2 separate regions of the Anas platyrhynchos genome follow, and region 1 is linked to region 2. The links are chromatin contacts, called in public Hi-C maps. All regions are on one chromosome and are shown on one strand. The core of a region is the stretch at or near the end of the contact, and the rest is flanking DNA. Distances in the headings are between cores, read along the strand shown.

Evidence for each region. A called contact is a pair of places that touch in the nucleus more often than the background predicts.
Region 1: a contact with region 2 is called in a Hi-C map of F5 follicle, with 2.0 times the contacts expected there. The contact joins the promoter of HUS1 here to the enhancer-like site in region 2. A contact is called at or near these places in 4 of 8 Hi-C or Micro-C datasets (F1 follicle, F5 follicle, liver and 1 more).

Annotation. Positions count from the first base shown.
Region 1 is chr2:106,093,527-106,101,132 of IASCAAS_PekinDuck_T2T, forward strand. HUS1 (HUS1 checkpoint clamp component) reads right to left here and starts at 5,006. Exons shown (of 8, transcript XM_027451288.3): 1 at 4,849-5,006; 2 at 4,437-4,564; 3 at 3,702-3,878; 4 at 2,963-3,070; 5 at 2,011-2,085. The coding sequence starts at 4,900.
Region 2 is chr2:106,009,481-106,016,872 of IASCAAS_PekinDuck_T2T, forward strand. The region is part of intron 1 of TNS3 (tensin 3); the gene reads right to left. Among named protein-coding and RNA genes, the nearest start is that of TNS3, 25 kb to the right of the region's middle. Within about 2 kb of position 5,936, at least 5 of the 8 cell types and tissues checked have an H3K27ac peak or open chromatin away from gene starts, as enhancers often do. A contact at or near this core is called in F1 follicle and F5 follicle, where this site is marked.

The DNA.
Region 1 (7,606 bases), core at 3,756-6,255, 83 kb after region 2:
CAATCAGTTTTAGGAAAGCCACTTCTGCACTGCAGAATTACAACAGAATAAAGTGCTCCTCTGTTCAAGCTTCCTGAAGTGCTTCAGTGCCTTCAAAAGCTCAATTGCACTTTTTGAACATGGTTCAAACATCCCAATGCTCAGCTACAAAATACATTCCTCATCATTCCTGTGGGAAAGATCCCAGACCATCTTTCCTGAAATTACAGCAAGAGAAATTCAATCTCTCTCCAGTACTTTTAGAACAAGTACTGGCTTTGGAAAGTTCATGTGCTGGACAAAGGCTTTAGAAATAAGAGACTGAAATTGCAGATGATGAACATTACTGCATGCCCTTCCAGGTTTTCAACAAACAGAAAGACACATACGCAGTCCATACGATACGCACAGAAAATGGGATGAACCAAGAGCTGATCTGCAGTTGCTTTCCCAGACTTAAAAACAAGACAGCAGCTGCACCAGAGCAACGACTCCAAGCAGTACTATGGACTGCTAGAAGTCCTGGAAAAATGCTGAAAGCCTTCAAATTCTACCCTGACAAAGTGTCCTACCAGAAGATCATATATAATCTTATATGAATCCTAGGCAAATCAGAGGATTCCTAACACACATCTAAGCACTTCACTTCTGTGATCAGAAGAATTCTCAATACTTTATAGAGGTTCACATGACAACCAGAATTACCCATGGAAGTGGAGATGCCCACGGATGAATGCTCCCACACAAGGACCAATTACTATTTGAAAGACCTTCTAAAAGCCATTTTTGTAGCTCTGATCTTGACCATATTTACTATCAGGATCTATGCATCTAGCATAAATATTTCTGACACTTGATGTTTTTGATCTTTAATAACAGAAAAGCTTGCAGAGACACAAGTACTTTGCCATCTCCCTTAGAACTATCAAAACTATTTCCCAGAGATTTACTTACTTTTGACTATAAACATATTTTGGAGCATGAGGTAAGGAATTTAGGAACACGGTTATGCCAGTGTTAATATACTACCTCCTCTGAGTGTTGCTGCACACCAAAGATCAATCCCATCACACAGCTACGCACAACAAAGCAGTGCACACAGGGTAATCATGTACGCTGAGGATATGGGAGGGAAAGCACACTCAGAGTGCGCCCTGAAGGCTTACAAAGGAGAAGAGTTTGAAATGCTTTACTCTTCTCTTTGCATGATGATTGCCATTTGCAAAATTGCCAGAAAGCCATTGTTAGTTTTTCAACCCTTCCAAGCCTTGTAAGACTAAGACCTACCCAATTTCAAGATTCTCAGTTTATAAAAGAAATCTATTTATTAACATTGTTACAAACATCCCCAAACCAAACTATTCCAAAGCTCTATATCTACTTACTCCCTTTAATGCCAGTAAATTCTGGTGACTAAGAGCAATTAAATTAAAAAAAAAAATCCCTTAAAAATAAAAAAAAAAATCCCTTTCCACACCAATTGCAGTGTTTCTTCCAGTGGAAGGTCTACCCGCACTCCAGAAACCCAGGGTGGGCTGAAAGCTCACCATGTCAGAATCTAAAGCACAGGTTGACATCCATGAGCCATGAGAAGGATTTCCTCTAAATCATACCTCAAGTTCACCAAAAGGTCATTTCAACAGACATGTAACACAAAACTCACTTAATAGGCATTTCTTTAAAGAAATCACCTGGAAAGTCTCCAGCTAGCTTCATGAAAGACTACAATTTCTTTCCAGCTGTAAAGAGTGGCTTGCAGGAACACGATACCATGTTCTTTCTGGAATTCAGTACAAAGAGCACCACATTCAATGAGGTCCAGGACAAGCTTTTCAGCGTCAGTCCTAAAATAAATCCCATAATTCTCTTCAACCCTTGCACAATCTTCAGGTACCTTTGGTTCAACATCTGACCCATCCAAAAATAAAATAAAATATAACACAGGGGCACCAGTTTGGGCAACAGGGAAAAGCGCTACGTCCAAGATAAAATGACATCTGTAGGACAACGACTTGAAGTGTCTTAACTTACAATGCTATGGCTGAGATTCTTCATTCTCTCCACAACACTCTTCATTGTTTTCAGTGCTGGTAGGTAAATACTGACCTAAGAAGACACAAGAACTGCATTCACACCAATATTTCATGTGTGAATTAGATGCAATGCCTTAATTTCTCCCTTCAGTCATACCCTTAGACTCCTGAGTTATGTACTGAGCTCACAAAGCACAATATTTAACTAAAATCAGGAAGTGATCCAGGAACAGAACTCTTTCCCAACAGAGCATCACTAGCAATTACTTCAGAAATACTATCCCAAGTCTGTGTTCAGAATAAAGCACAGACAATTTCTGCAGATCAGATTCTCACATGAACCCGCTAAAAGTTAGTATAGCCAATCAGTTTTAAAATTGCATCAGTATAAATCTGAAATAACAGAATAAAATGCATAAAGTTTCTACTGTGCCATATGTCTTCAAAATTGAAATAATCTTAGCTGTAGAGGTAACATACATCCCTAACCTCAAATAGTAACTCATTTGCACAAAGACCTTTATTTGCAATTCTGCTAAAAGTCAAAAAGGATATAGAAAGAATATATAAAAAACAAAAGGAAACACGTATACATCCAACTTTGCCAGGTAGGCCGTAAATTACAGATATAACAGAATATTTGGGCTACTTGGAACCTAAGAAGTTGATCACATGAAGTAATCATATGATTGTTTTATGCTCCTGTCTAAAGCTATGCAAGTCCTTTGCTCCTTCCCTGTCCCACCCTGAATATCACAGCAACAATCAGTAACTACCTGCTCTGTTTTTTGAGCTCTTTTTGTCAAGACGGAAGCCATGTGCCCTCTCCAAACATCTAGCTTCCATCCTTTCCTTTTCTGTTCCATCTCCTCTCCAAAACCCACTGGCTGTATACTCCACTGCTGTAGCCACCTCCCCACTCCACAGGGAATATAAAAACAGAGTCTTACATCAAAGTCTGGCACCCTGGGCTCTCTGAAGTCATTCCATAATCTTCTGGGAATAACCCTCACAGGAATGTCATGTGTCACAATCCTACTGCTGCTTGATAAGGATGGCTTGAGGGAGAGAGGATGCTCTTGAAGTTAAAAACAGGACTTGAATTCTGAATCCAAGTTTTTCAGATCCAGTCTAGGAAATACTAGAACCAAGTGCCTCAGACACCCAGTTCCAATTTTTCACAGCTTCCACAGGTCCCCTATTACGCAGGCTTCGCTTTTGAATAAGGATGAAATTGCAAGTCATTGCTATTTATGTGCTATCCTTCAAGTTAAACAGGGAAGATGTGTTAAAACCAATGAAAAATCTGAAGTGCAGTTTGAAATTGAATAGCATGACAGGCAAAAACAAAACAAAGAGCCAAAAAATACACTAAAACCTCCTGCACCTACAGGCTCCAATGAGAAGGCAATCATCCACAGAAAATTTAGAGGATGAATAGAGAAAAGGTAGCAGGTGACAAAGACGTTATAAAAAGGTGTCTCAATCACATGGCTTTCATTCTTCTTCCACCTCTTCCTTGTCTTTTGGAAAATACAAAGCTCATTCTGCGCACTACCAACCATGATGGCAGGAAATGCCAGTAAAATGGAAAACAGCAAGATTTTTCTTTCTTTAGTTTTATAGAGTTATACCAAAGCTACCAAAGCTTTTACTTAATAACGATGATAAAAGCATTGTTGCACTTACTAGCTCCACAGAAACTTTGAGACAAGGGCAGTGTTTGTTAGTCAACTTGATCTTCACTGCCTTAGCACTCTGGGCAGTTTTTAATGCTCTCGACAGGTTCTCAGGTGTGAGCTCTAAATAGATTTCATTGTGATCCGCAGCCACTCCTTCCATCTGAAATTCGTCAAAGAAATTCCCCTGCAAGTTTTAAAAGTTGTGAAATAAAGTAAATTAAAAAAAAAAAAAAAGTAAAGAAAAAAAGGAAGAAAAAAGGCAAATGAAGTGAGGCAAGTTTGACTTAACAGACCTTAACTTTAGAAGCATATGCTTACAGCAGGTTTCCTCTGCCCAGCACCACATGTAGAAATTAATACAGGCTGCGTAAGGATGAAGGCCCATTTCTTCAGAGCTAAACCCATTAACTTCAGACCCTGCCCTAACACACATAGGTTGTCAAAACATAGGGTATTAGGGATGAGTTATGCTCAACTGTTTCCAGTTCTGGGCAGGATCTTGTGGGCCAGCACGTACTGAAGCCTTACAAAGAAGTGACAACCCAGGAAAAGTGGCGTCTAGCCCGAAACACTGGGTCTGCACAACTAAAAGGCAGTCTCGCAAAACAGAGCACCTTGACCTGAGACACCTCAGGTAAGGGCTGTTGTTGGAATTGCCACCATGTAAAAAGGCCCCAGCTGCATGCTCTGGTTTGCAGTGACGTGTTTTGTTTTGTTTTGTTTTTAACTCCCCCCGGCTTACCTGGCACAGCTCGCACCACATGCTGACCCCTCCATTTGCCACCTTATCGCAGAGGATGAAGTAGAGCTTGCCCGCGGTGAGACGCAGCGTGCAGGTCTTCGCCAACCTGGCGATGGTGTTAACGACACCTGCGGAGGGAAGGGGAAATACTACAGCACCAACTGCTTTGCTGGCAGGGGATAAACCCTTAATCCCCAAAATCACATCTGATACCAGAAAATCCCAGAAACGCCGAGGGGATGAGGGGGAAGAAAGCGACCTCACGCTGCCCCCCCCCCCCCCCCCCCCCCCGCTGGATGGAGCCACGGCCTGGGCCTCAGCGCGCCTACAAAGGGGCCGGCGCACACAGCCCTCCCTCCTCCTCCTCGCCGGGTGAGGCTGGCCGAGGCACCGCCGAGCCCGACACACTCACGGCTGAAGTTGTTGAGGCAGGCGAGATCCACGATCTTAGCCCGAAAACGCATGGCAGCGCTCCCCGTCCCCCCGCCGCCGCCCGCCTCCGGCAGCGCGGCCCAAGGCGGGGCCCAGGCGGCCCCGGGCGCGGCTGACGCGAGGGGCGGGGGGAAGGAGGGCTCGGGGCTCGCCACAGCTCGGCATGCCCTTGACAAAGCTGTAAATCCAGATATCTGTGTGGTTTCTCAGCCCTGTTGCCTTTGAGGGGCTTTCTTCAAACGCCCTGCAGCAGAAAATAGGGGTAACCCCAGCCTCACGCCCTGCCGTGGAAGGGCCGGGCTCAGGCTCTGCCTCTAGGGGTGTTCCTAAGCTTAAGTGATCACAAGGGAAACAAGCAACAGTCGTGTAAGGAAGTAGTAACCCTAAATATAATCCTAACCAGAAATGTAACTCTAAACTTAATCCCCTTAATTTAAACTTGAACCCTAAGCCTAACCCTAACCCAAAACCTCAATGTTATCTGAAACCCTAAACCTAACTGTAAATCCTAACCCTGAAACTAACATTTAACTTAATGGCTAACCATAAACTTAAGCTTAAAACTAACCTAGGACACTAAAGCTAAAACTAAACCTAACACTAACTCAAACCCTAACCTCAACCCTAGCCACTAATCCTAACCCTTACACCTAAACCTAATCCTAACCCTAGCCCTAACCCTAGCCTGAACCCAAATGCCTAACCTTAACCCCAAACCCTAATGTTAAACGTAAGCCTACACTTAAACATAACCCAAAACACCAAACCTATCCATAACACTTAAGCCTAACCCTAACCCAGGACACTAACCCAAGCCATACGCTACTGGCTAAACCTAATCCTAACCCCAGCTCAATCCTAACCCTAACTGTAAACCTAAACCTAACTAAACCCTAGCTAAGCCCTAACCCTAAACCTAGACCTAAACCCCAACCTCAACCCTAATGGCTCACCCTAACCATAACAGAATCAATCACAGAATGGTTGAGGTTGGAAGGGGCCTCTGGATGTCATCTAGTCCAACCTCCCTGTTCAAGCAACCTAGAGCACACTGCACAGGATCACATCCAGGTGAGGTTTGAACATCTCTTGTCTGATAATTCCAACCTAGTTCAGCCTTGAAGCTGAAGTTTTCTCAAAACAGGATTTTTACTGTTTTCATCACCTAATGTTTTCATCACCTAATGGGTTTGTTGCTCCTAGTACATCCCCTAGAAGTATTCAGGCCCCTGTTTACAGCTCTGGGTGGTGAGGAAGCAATTAGTGTCCAGCTTCTAGGCAGAACTGTTAACTCTTTCCTTGCAGAGCAGATAAGGCAGAGCACAGCAAAGTAGTTAACCCATTCCTCACAAACACAGTTCAGTGCACTTGAAGACCCAGAAGGTTTCTTCAATCTCAGTTCAATGGATGCAGATGCTGCTGTCCCCATACATAGGTCTAGCCTGCGGTGAGGCTGAATATGTATTCCAGAGATATGGATACACACACCAAGTCAGCCACAGTAGACCAACACAGACAGAGCCGTGCCTTTACAAGAAAACACAAACAGCATTCATATAAATATGAACACAGACAGTGAAGCCATTTTTCCCCCTTTCATCAGGATTGAAGTTTCCTGTTGAAAACATACACAAACCTTCACTCTCTAGATTTACACACAAAATACATTCACAGACCTTTCAAATATTAACACGGGTTTTAAGTCTGTCAAATAATCATGACTTATCTGTTACCTTAAAAGCTGGTTGATTAAACTCTCTAAGACTCAAATGGAACTTTAGAAAGCATGCATTTTTTAATTGCTGCACTGAACGAACAGGGGGATTACTCCACCTAGTGTATGCACGAGTTGCTCAACAACAAAGGCTATATGCAATCAGAATATACACATTCAGTAGCTTTCCAAGAAATAACTAACATATTTATACTATTTCTCAGAACTCATTAAAATATGTAAACATCCCTGACACTTGTACATTTGTCTTTACTGGTGGTCTTTCGGGGTCTTCTGGTGGTCAGTGATAGTCTTCCTCACTGCTTTCACTAGTTAAACCCAGTTCTTGCACATGCTTTCTTATCTCTGTTCTTTCTGACCTTGTTTCAACTTAGGCATGCATACTAACCTAAGTCATTTACACATCCAAGGACATAGGCATTGCATGAGTTTCTCACCTAGTCTTCTGAAATATCCTCCAGGCCTGGGTCATCAGTGCCCCCCATTTTGAAACACAAGTCTGTATATTAAAGCTGACTAATTAGCAAGTAAGGTAGTAACAGAGATATGCAGTTCTATCTAACTATACATAGCAAAGGCTTGGCCTATCTGTTCATAAAACATTTCAGATTTGACTCCATTGTTCTATTAGGGAAAAAAAATACAAAACAAAACAACAACAAAAACCACATTTGTTCTTTTGGCTCAGTATCAATCAAGTCATCAGCTCAGACCTTGGGTGTTTCCAGATGCAGGTCTCCTCTTACTCACCAGTTTGAAGGTCATTAGCAAATTACATGTATACACAGGACTCAAATTAACAAGAGGATAATGCTTTGTCTTTCTTTCTTTTTCTTATTAAACTGTCCTTATGTCAACCCATGAGTTCTTGCACTTCAATCTGTTGTTATTCTATCTCTTATCCCACTGTGGGGGTCGTGGCAGTGGTGTGCCTGGAGAGTTGAACCACAATAATCAGAGAGAGACTTTTCTCAGTATGGTGGATCTGAGTGCACCAACAGGC
Region 2 (7,392 bases), core at 4,686-7,185:
TATATGTCAAGAATATATAGCCAGAGGACTGGCTTTTCCTTAGCACACATTACTTTGAAAATAAGATTCTTTACATAAGGGTAAGTAGAACCACACTCTTTAAATATGATTAAAAGGAAATTAATTTCACCAGGCATTTCCTTATAATTATCCCTTCTTAAGCATAGTATGCCGTCTCTGTAATACATAAAACCAATAGCAGTGGCCTAAGGAGCCTACATCTTTGTCCAATGACCCCACTATTGCCTGGCTCTTTTTTACAAGCCTACATACTATTTCCAATTTAAGGAGGTTGCCTTAGCTTCCACTAAAATGTCAGCTGTACAAAAGCATTGAGAATTTAAACAGCTCATCTACCATTCACTTAGATTGTAGGGCTAGTAGTTACTCATCTCAGGGAATCTGATGTCTGCTTTCTAATTCAATAGCATGATTCAAAGAGGAGCTCCTAAAGAATAGAACCTGACCTGTTAATGTACATTATGAAAGGGAGATCCAACAAGACCAACTTTTCCGTAAAAATATCTTCCTGTGCGTTAACAGATGTCTGCCTCCAGGGGGCAGGCACCAAATCCTGTTTGAAACACCTTTCCCCTTAACTTCACACTCCAATGTTTATAAATAATAAAAATAGCCCTTTCCTCTCCACTTTTTATCAGATGTGGAGAGGGGGAGATGCCAATTTCAATTTTGGGAAGGGCATACATTATCCAGGGGCTTCAGGAGAGTTGCAGTTACATAAATGAAGCCACAAAGAATTAAGAAAAAACTCTCCCAATAGCTATAACAGAATAGAACAGAGAAACAGCATTACTATGTGTGAACAAGAGACACAAGCAAGTCTTTGTGTCTTTCCAAGACTTCCATTCAACTCTGCAAGACAAACAAAAACTCCTGGAGTAGAATGAGAAGGATGAAAAGTTTTGGCATAGCAGCAACTACAAAATACAAGGGATCAAAACACCTACTTGTGCAATACCAAATCTCAGCACAGTACCTGCCAAGAAAAATTTAGGATAGAAGACAAAAAATTCTTTCATAGAAATTTTTATCATAGGGATCAAAAATGTTTTCAAAGTTTAACTGCATTTTTGGTACTCATATTGTCCTATTGTACTCAGCAAGGGTCAAAACAAAACAACTTCTTACAATCCAGCATTCCCAGCAGAAGGTTCTGAAAAGTTGCTTTCTGCCTACTTGTAATTCTATGCCACTGTAACAAATAGAGACAGCAATACTATTCATAGTAAGTGGCAGGAAGCACTGGCATGAGCTGTTTCTAGATCCATTGAGGAAGCCCTTAACTTATAGGGCCGAGAGCTTGTGCTACCACTGACTTGTGCTACCTAGCACTTTTGATCCACTTATGCTAACACAGCTTCCTTTTACTGATTTGGTTCACACCACCCCGAAGTACAGATCTCTCACCTACTTAAACATTATCATCCACACAGAGAGAACTACTCTTACCCTACACAGAATCACAGAAATCATTCGGGTTGGAAAACACCACTAAGATCATCTAGCCCAACCTTTAACCTAGTACTAAAGTCCACCACGAAACCATACTTAGTAAAGTTCTAAATTTACATATTTCTTGAAGACCTCCAGGGCTGGTGACTCAACTACTTCCCTGGGCAGCCTATTCCAATACTTTCAGTAAATAAATTTCTCCTAATATCCAATATATTTTCTAGTGCAACTTGAGGCCATTTCTACTCATTTTATCACTTGGTGCTTGGGAGAAGAGATTGATCCCTACCTTGCTATATAGCCTCCTTGCAGAATATGATAAGGTCTCCCCTGATCCTTCTCTCCTCCAAGCTTAACAACCCCAGCTCCCTCAGCAGTTTCCCATAAGACTTGTTTGCCAGGCCCTTCACCAACTTCATTGCCCTTCTTTGGACACACTCCAGCACCTCCATGTCCTTCTTGTAGTGAGGGGCCTAAAAATGCACACTCTATTCAAGGTGCAGCCTCACCAGAGCTGAGTACAGAGGGACAATCACTTCCCTAGCCCTGCTGGCCACACTATTTCTGAGACAAGCCAGGATGCTGCGTGATGGTACTCGAGATGGTAATCTGCTCCCTGAGCTGCCCCCACACCGAGGTTAGACTGACAGGCCTGTAGTTTCCTGGATCCTCCTTTTGGCCCTTCTTGTAGATGGTCATCACATTTGCTAGCTGCCAGTTGAGAGCCAGGACTGCTGATAAATGATGGAAAGCATCTTGGCGAGCATTTCTGCCAGCTCCCTCAGTACCTTCGGGTGAATCCCATGTGGCTCCATAGACTTGCATACATCTAAGTGGAGGAGCAGGTTGCTAACCATTTCCTCATGGATTATGCTCCCCATCCCTATCTACCAGCTCAGGGGGCTGGGTACCCAGAGAACAACTGGTCTTGCTGCTAAAGACTGAGGCAAAGAAGGCATTAACTACATCAGCCTCTTAGTAATCTCTTGTCACTATGTTCCCCCCACATCCAGTAAAGGATGGACATTCTCCTTAGTCCTTTTTTTCTTGTTCATGTATTTATAAAAATATGTTTTATTGCCTTTAACAGCATTAGCCAGATTAAGCTCAAGCTGGGCTTTGGCCTTTCTAATTTTCTCCCTGCACAGCCTCATGACATGTTTATAGTACTCCTGAGTAGCCCACCCCTTCTTTCAAAGGTCATAAACTCTCTCTCTCTTTTTTTCTTTTTTTCTTTTTTTTTTTTTCCTGAGCTCTAGCCCCAGCTCTCTGTTCAGATAGGATGGTCTCCTTCTACACCAGCTCGTCTTTTAGCATGTGGGGATGGCTTCCTCCTGCTCCTTTCAGATTTCCTTCTTGAAGAGTGTTTCAGCCTTCCTGGACTCCTTTACCCTTCATGACTGCCTCCCAAGGGACTCCACCAAAAAGCTTCCTTAACAGGTCGACGTCTGCCCTTCAGAATTCTAGGGTGGCAGTTCTGCTAACCCCTGTCCTTATTTTTCCAAGAATCAAAAACTCTTATTATTTTGTGATCACCGTGCCCAAGACAAACTCCAACCTCCACATCATCCACAAATCTGTCTCTATTTGTGAGCAAAAGGTCCAGCAGGGCACAGTCCCTAGTAGGCTCACTCACCAGCTGTCAGGAAGTTATCTTCCACACACTTCAGAAACCTCCCTGACCATTTCCTCTCTGCTGTGCTCTATTTCCAGCAGATATTTGGTAAATTGAAGCCCCCCACGAGAACAAGGGTTAGCAACGGCGAGACTTCTCCCAGTTGTTTGTAGAATATTTCATCTGCCTCTTTGTCCTGGTTAGGCAGTCTGTAACAGGCCCCCACCATGACAACTGCCTCATTGGCCTTTCCCTTGCTTCTTAACCATAAGCACTCAACCCTGTCATCACCATTGTTCAGCTCTAGACGGTCAAAACTCTCCCTAGCATACAGGGCTACCCCACTGCCTCTCCTTCCTAGCCTATCCCTTCTGACGAGTGTATAGCCATTCATTGCAGCGATCTAGTTGTGTGAGCCATCACACCATGTTTCTGCGATGACAACTGTCATAGCTTTCCAGCTCCTTCTGGTTGTTGCCCACACTGCGTGCATTGGTGTAGATGCACTTCATTTGGGCTAGTGATCCCATCATCTTTTTGTGGGGAGAAGCCCTAATTCCTGCATGACCATTCCCAGGCATTTTTGTAATTTCTAACCCACCAATGTACCTTGTGCCTTTGGTGCCACCTGGCTCTCTATCTCCTACCTCAACAGGGGCAGTAGACCAATGGTCCTTGCTAGCACATCATCCCTTAAACAATTGTCATACTACCCTGCTTGTCTCCATCCAGCCTGTTTTTATCCCTTTCCCCCTTCAAATCTAGTTTAAAGTCCTATCAATGAGTACTGCTAATTTCCAAGCAAAGATCCTTTTCCCCCTTAGAGACAGGTGAACCCCATCCATTGACAGCAGGCCTGGTGTCTTGTAAAATGACCCATGATCAAAAAAAAAAAAAAAAAGTCCTGCTCGTGACACCAGGCTTGGAGCCAGATATTGATTTGCTGGCTCTCCCTGTTTTTCACCTCGTCAATCTCTGCAAATGGAGGTATTGAGAAAAATACCATCTGTGCTCATGACCCATTCATTAACTAATTGTCCCAAGGCCCTGAAGTCTCTTTTGATTGCCCTCAGACTTCATCTTGAAGCTTCATCATTGCCTACCTGAAAAATCAGTAACAAGTAATTGTCCAAGGGACAAACCAGGGCAGAAAGCTTTCTCTTCACATCCCAAATCTGGGCCCCAGGGAGGCAGTAGTGGGAAGAATCCAGAAGCTGCCCCATGTTAAATAAAAGCCAGTTTCAGCCGGCTCCAAAGTGACTTGACACTGCCCAGAGCTGAGCCAGTAAATGATGCTGTTTGCACTTCTGTGAGAGCATATTTAAGAAAGTGAAAGGAAAAAAATAATACTCCACAATAGCTAGGAGAGTGGGGAATGAGAAACAGGCTTGCAGACCCCAAGGTGAGTGTAGCAGGAGGTGCTCCAGGCAGGCAGCAACAGTTCCCCTGCGGCCTGTGGAGAGGCCCCTGGTGGAGCAGGCTGTCCCCCTGCAGCCCATGGGTCCCACATGGAGCAGATCTCCACGCTGCAGCCCCCCCATGGGTGGAGGAGCCCCCGGTGGAGCAGGTGGATGTGGCCTGGAGGAGGCTGCGGCCCATGGAGAGCCCCTGCAGGAGCAGGCCCCAGGCTGGAGCTGCAGCCCGTGGAGAGGAGCCCACGCAGGAGCAGGGGGCCTGGGGGGAGCTGCCACCCACCCGTGGGGGACCCGTGCTGGAGCAGTTTGCTCCTGGGGGATGGATGGACCCCGTGGGACGGAGCCGTGTGGGAGCAGTGCTTGGAGAGCTGCTGCCTGTGGCAGCCCACGGAAGGACACCATCCCGTGGGAGGGACCCCACGTGGAGCAGGGGACGAGGCTGGTGGTGAAGGAGCGGCAGAGCAGTGCCTGACCGCAACCCCCATTCCCCTGAACCGCTCGGGGGGAGGAGGTGGAAGAGGATGGACGGGGGGAAGGCAGTTTTACTGTCCCAAGAGCAGGGCACACCTGGGGCAGCGTGTTCGCCCGGGCGCTCTGCCTGGGAGGCTGCGGTGCTTGTGGAGGGTGCCGAGCTTCGAGGTGCCCAGGCTCCTGAGCTCTCCCGGCGCTAACTACTGCTCCGAGCCCCCTCGGCTCCTCCAGGTCTCTCCATGCTCCGAGGGGCCTCCCCGCTACGAGGGGGCGGGAGGCGGCCGCTCCCGGATCCGCCCGGCCCCGTCAGCCGCTCTCGCGAGGGCGGCCCCTGCCCGCCGCCCTCCCCTGCCCCGCCGCCATCCCCTGCCCGCCGCGGGGCGCCTCTGACCTGGAGCCGAGCGGCTCGGGGGGAGGGCAGGGGGCCTCCTGGCTTGTGTAACGCTCAGTGCTGGGATTCTCATGAGAAAAAGTTTTAGAAAATGAAACTTGGTGAACTTCTAAGATTCGGTTTTAAGCAGTCCCCATAAAAAAAGACATAAAACAAGCAGATCGAAAAGCACCAGAGATTGTCTTTTGAAATCGCAGTGCTGAGTTTATGACTTCAGAGACCATCTGAAGCTGAGTTATCAGGCAGACATAATGCATGCTAGGAGTAAGTTATGATATGAGCAGCAAGCATGTCAAAGATATTTTACACTTAGCATTTTAAGAGCCTTCAAGAGGATTTGTCATCCATATTCCGGTAACTAATCTGAGTGAACATAGCCAAGAAAGTAAAGCACTTTGGCCTATTAGAGGAGGATTTCTTACTATTGTCTCAGCAACCAGGCAACCATTGACCTTTAACAATTCATTCATATTTCTGCCTCGGGATAAATTGTGTGCATACACACACATACTTGTACCATTTAACCAGATTACACAGAAGCTGTTCCCCAAAGGAACAAGATAAAAACACATCATTGTTGGCAAATGTGGCCACAGAAACCTTGAGTGTGCACATCATGCAGTCTTAACTCTTGTGCCCTGCAGAACTTTATTAAATATTGCTCTGTAATGTATAGGTATAGAAATGGAAGGGAGGTCTCACATTCAACACTTTGTAATGGCATACCTGAAAATAAGCTTAAGAAAGAGAATGCCCTTGTTCAAAGGAAAGTTACTTTCTTTTCCTTGGATAGGATCCCAGGTTAAGGTTTAATCAGCAGTACAAGCGCTAGTATCCTAGTACTATTCTGATCAGGTACTTCCAACAGCAGATTGATGAATAGAGGTTAATTCTACCATCACAGACTCAGCCTATTCAAGCTTGTTTAACCATTCTGATGAAATTGTGGAAAAGTCAAAAATGCTAAATAAGCATTGTTTCGGTTGTGTTTTCAGTAATTACTGAACAACTTTCTTCTCCCTGATGGATAGACAGGACAAATGCCACCTACCTCAAAAGGTGAATCGTTCGCTGTCTCTAATAATCAGCTAGAACAGTTAAAATAGAGTAAAATTACTTCAAGTTTTACAGTAAAATAAAGATTCCAACAGTACTTTTGCCTGTTGCCTGCCTGACCTTTATCAAATGTTTAACAATATGAGTTAATTATCATGAAAAAAGATACATGTGTTTAATTTATATATACTCCTTAAAAAAACAAAACAAAACAAAAAAAAACACTCACTGGCATCTGAATTGCTAAAAACTGAGGTTTTTAAACATGTCTATGACAGAGCATCCTCATGCAAGTTTGGCAGACTTTTCTGGCTCAGTTTTGGCTGTTCATTTATTCCAGAAGCCACCTAGCTTACTAGAAAACATGTGCTTGATTAATGCTTGTGAAAAGCTGTAATTTCACAGCAAACTGTAGTAGGAGAGGTGGCACGTACTGAATATTTAACTGCAAGAAAGCATGCTATGATAGTCTTGCAAAATGCATTTGTATTTTTTCTTTTATTTTTACCTTGGTTTCCTAACTATTACTTATGAGTACAGAAATCTACATGCTTCAGACCTCTGTCTTTAGTTTCTTCCCTAGCTGTTTTTTAATTTGTTAACTTCAATCCTGGCCAAAGTATAAAAAGGCTTTATGATAGTTCCTTTGAGTTTCCTGCGAACAGAAGTTAGCTGGAAGATGAAAATTATATATGCTTCCATCAAAAGAACACCATCATGAAAGCACATCCTTATTTATAAAAAAATCCATTCAGGAGACTGATCCCAAGACTAACACACAAGAAAACAAATTTAATTATTTTTGCTGCTTATAGAATTTGCTGCTTGTTTTAAAAGCACTTGCTATTTATCTTCCCTCCTTTTGTAAACCAAAGGGAATTCTATTTAAATACCACCCCACTACAGTAAAGTAACACAAGCTTCAGCATCGGAAGCACAAAAGAGAAAAAAAAAAAAAAAAAGTGTTTGCC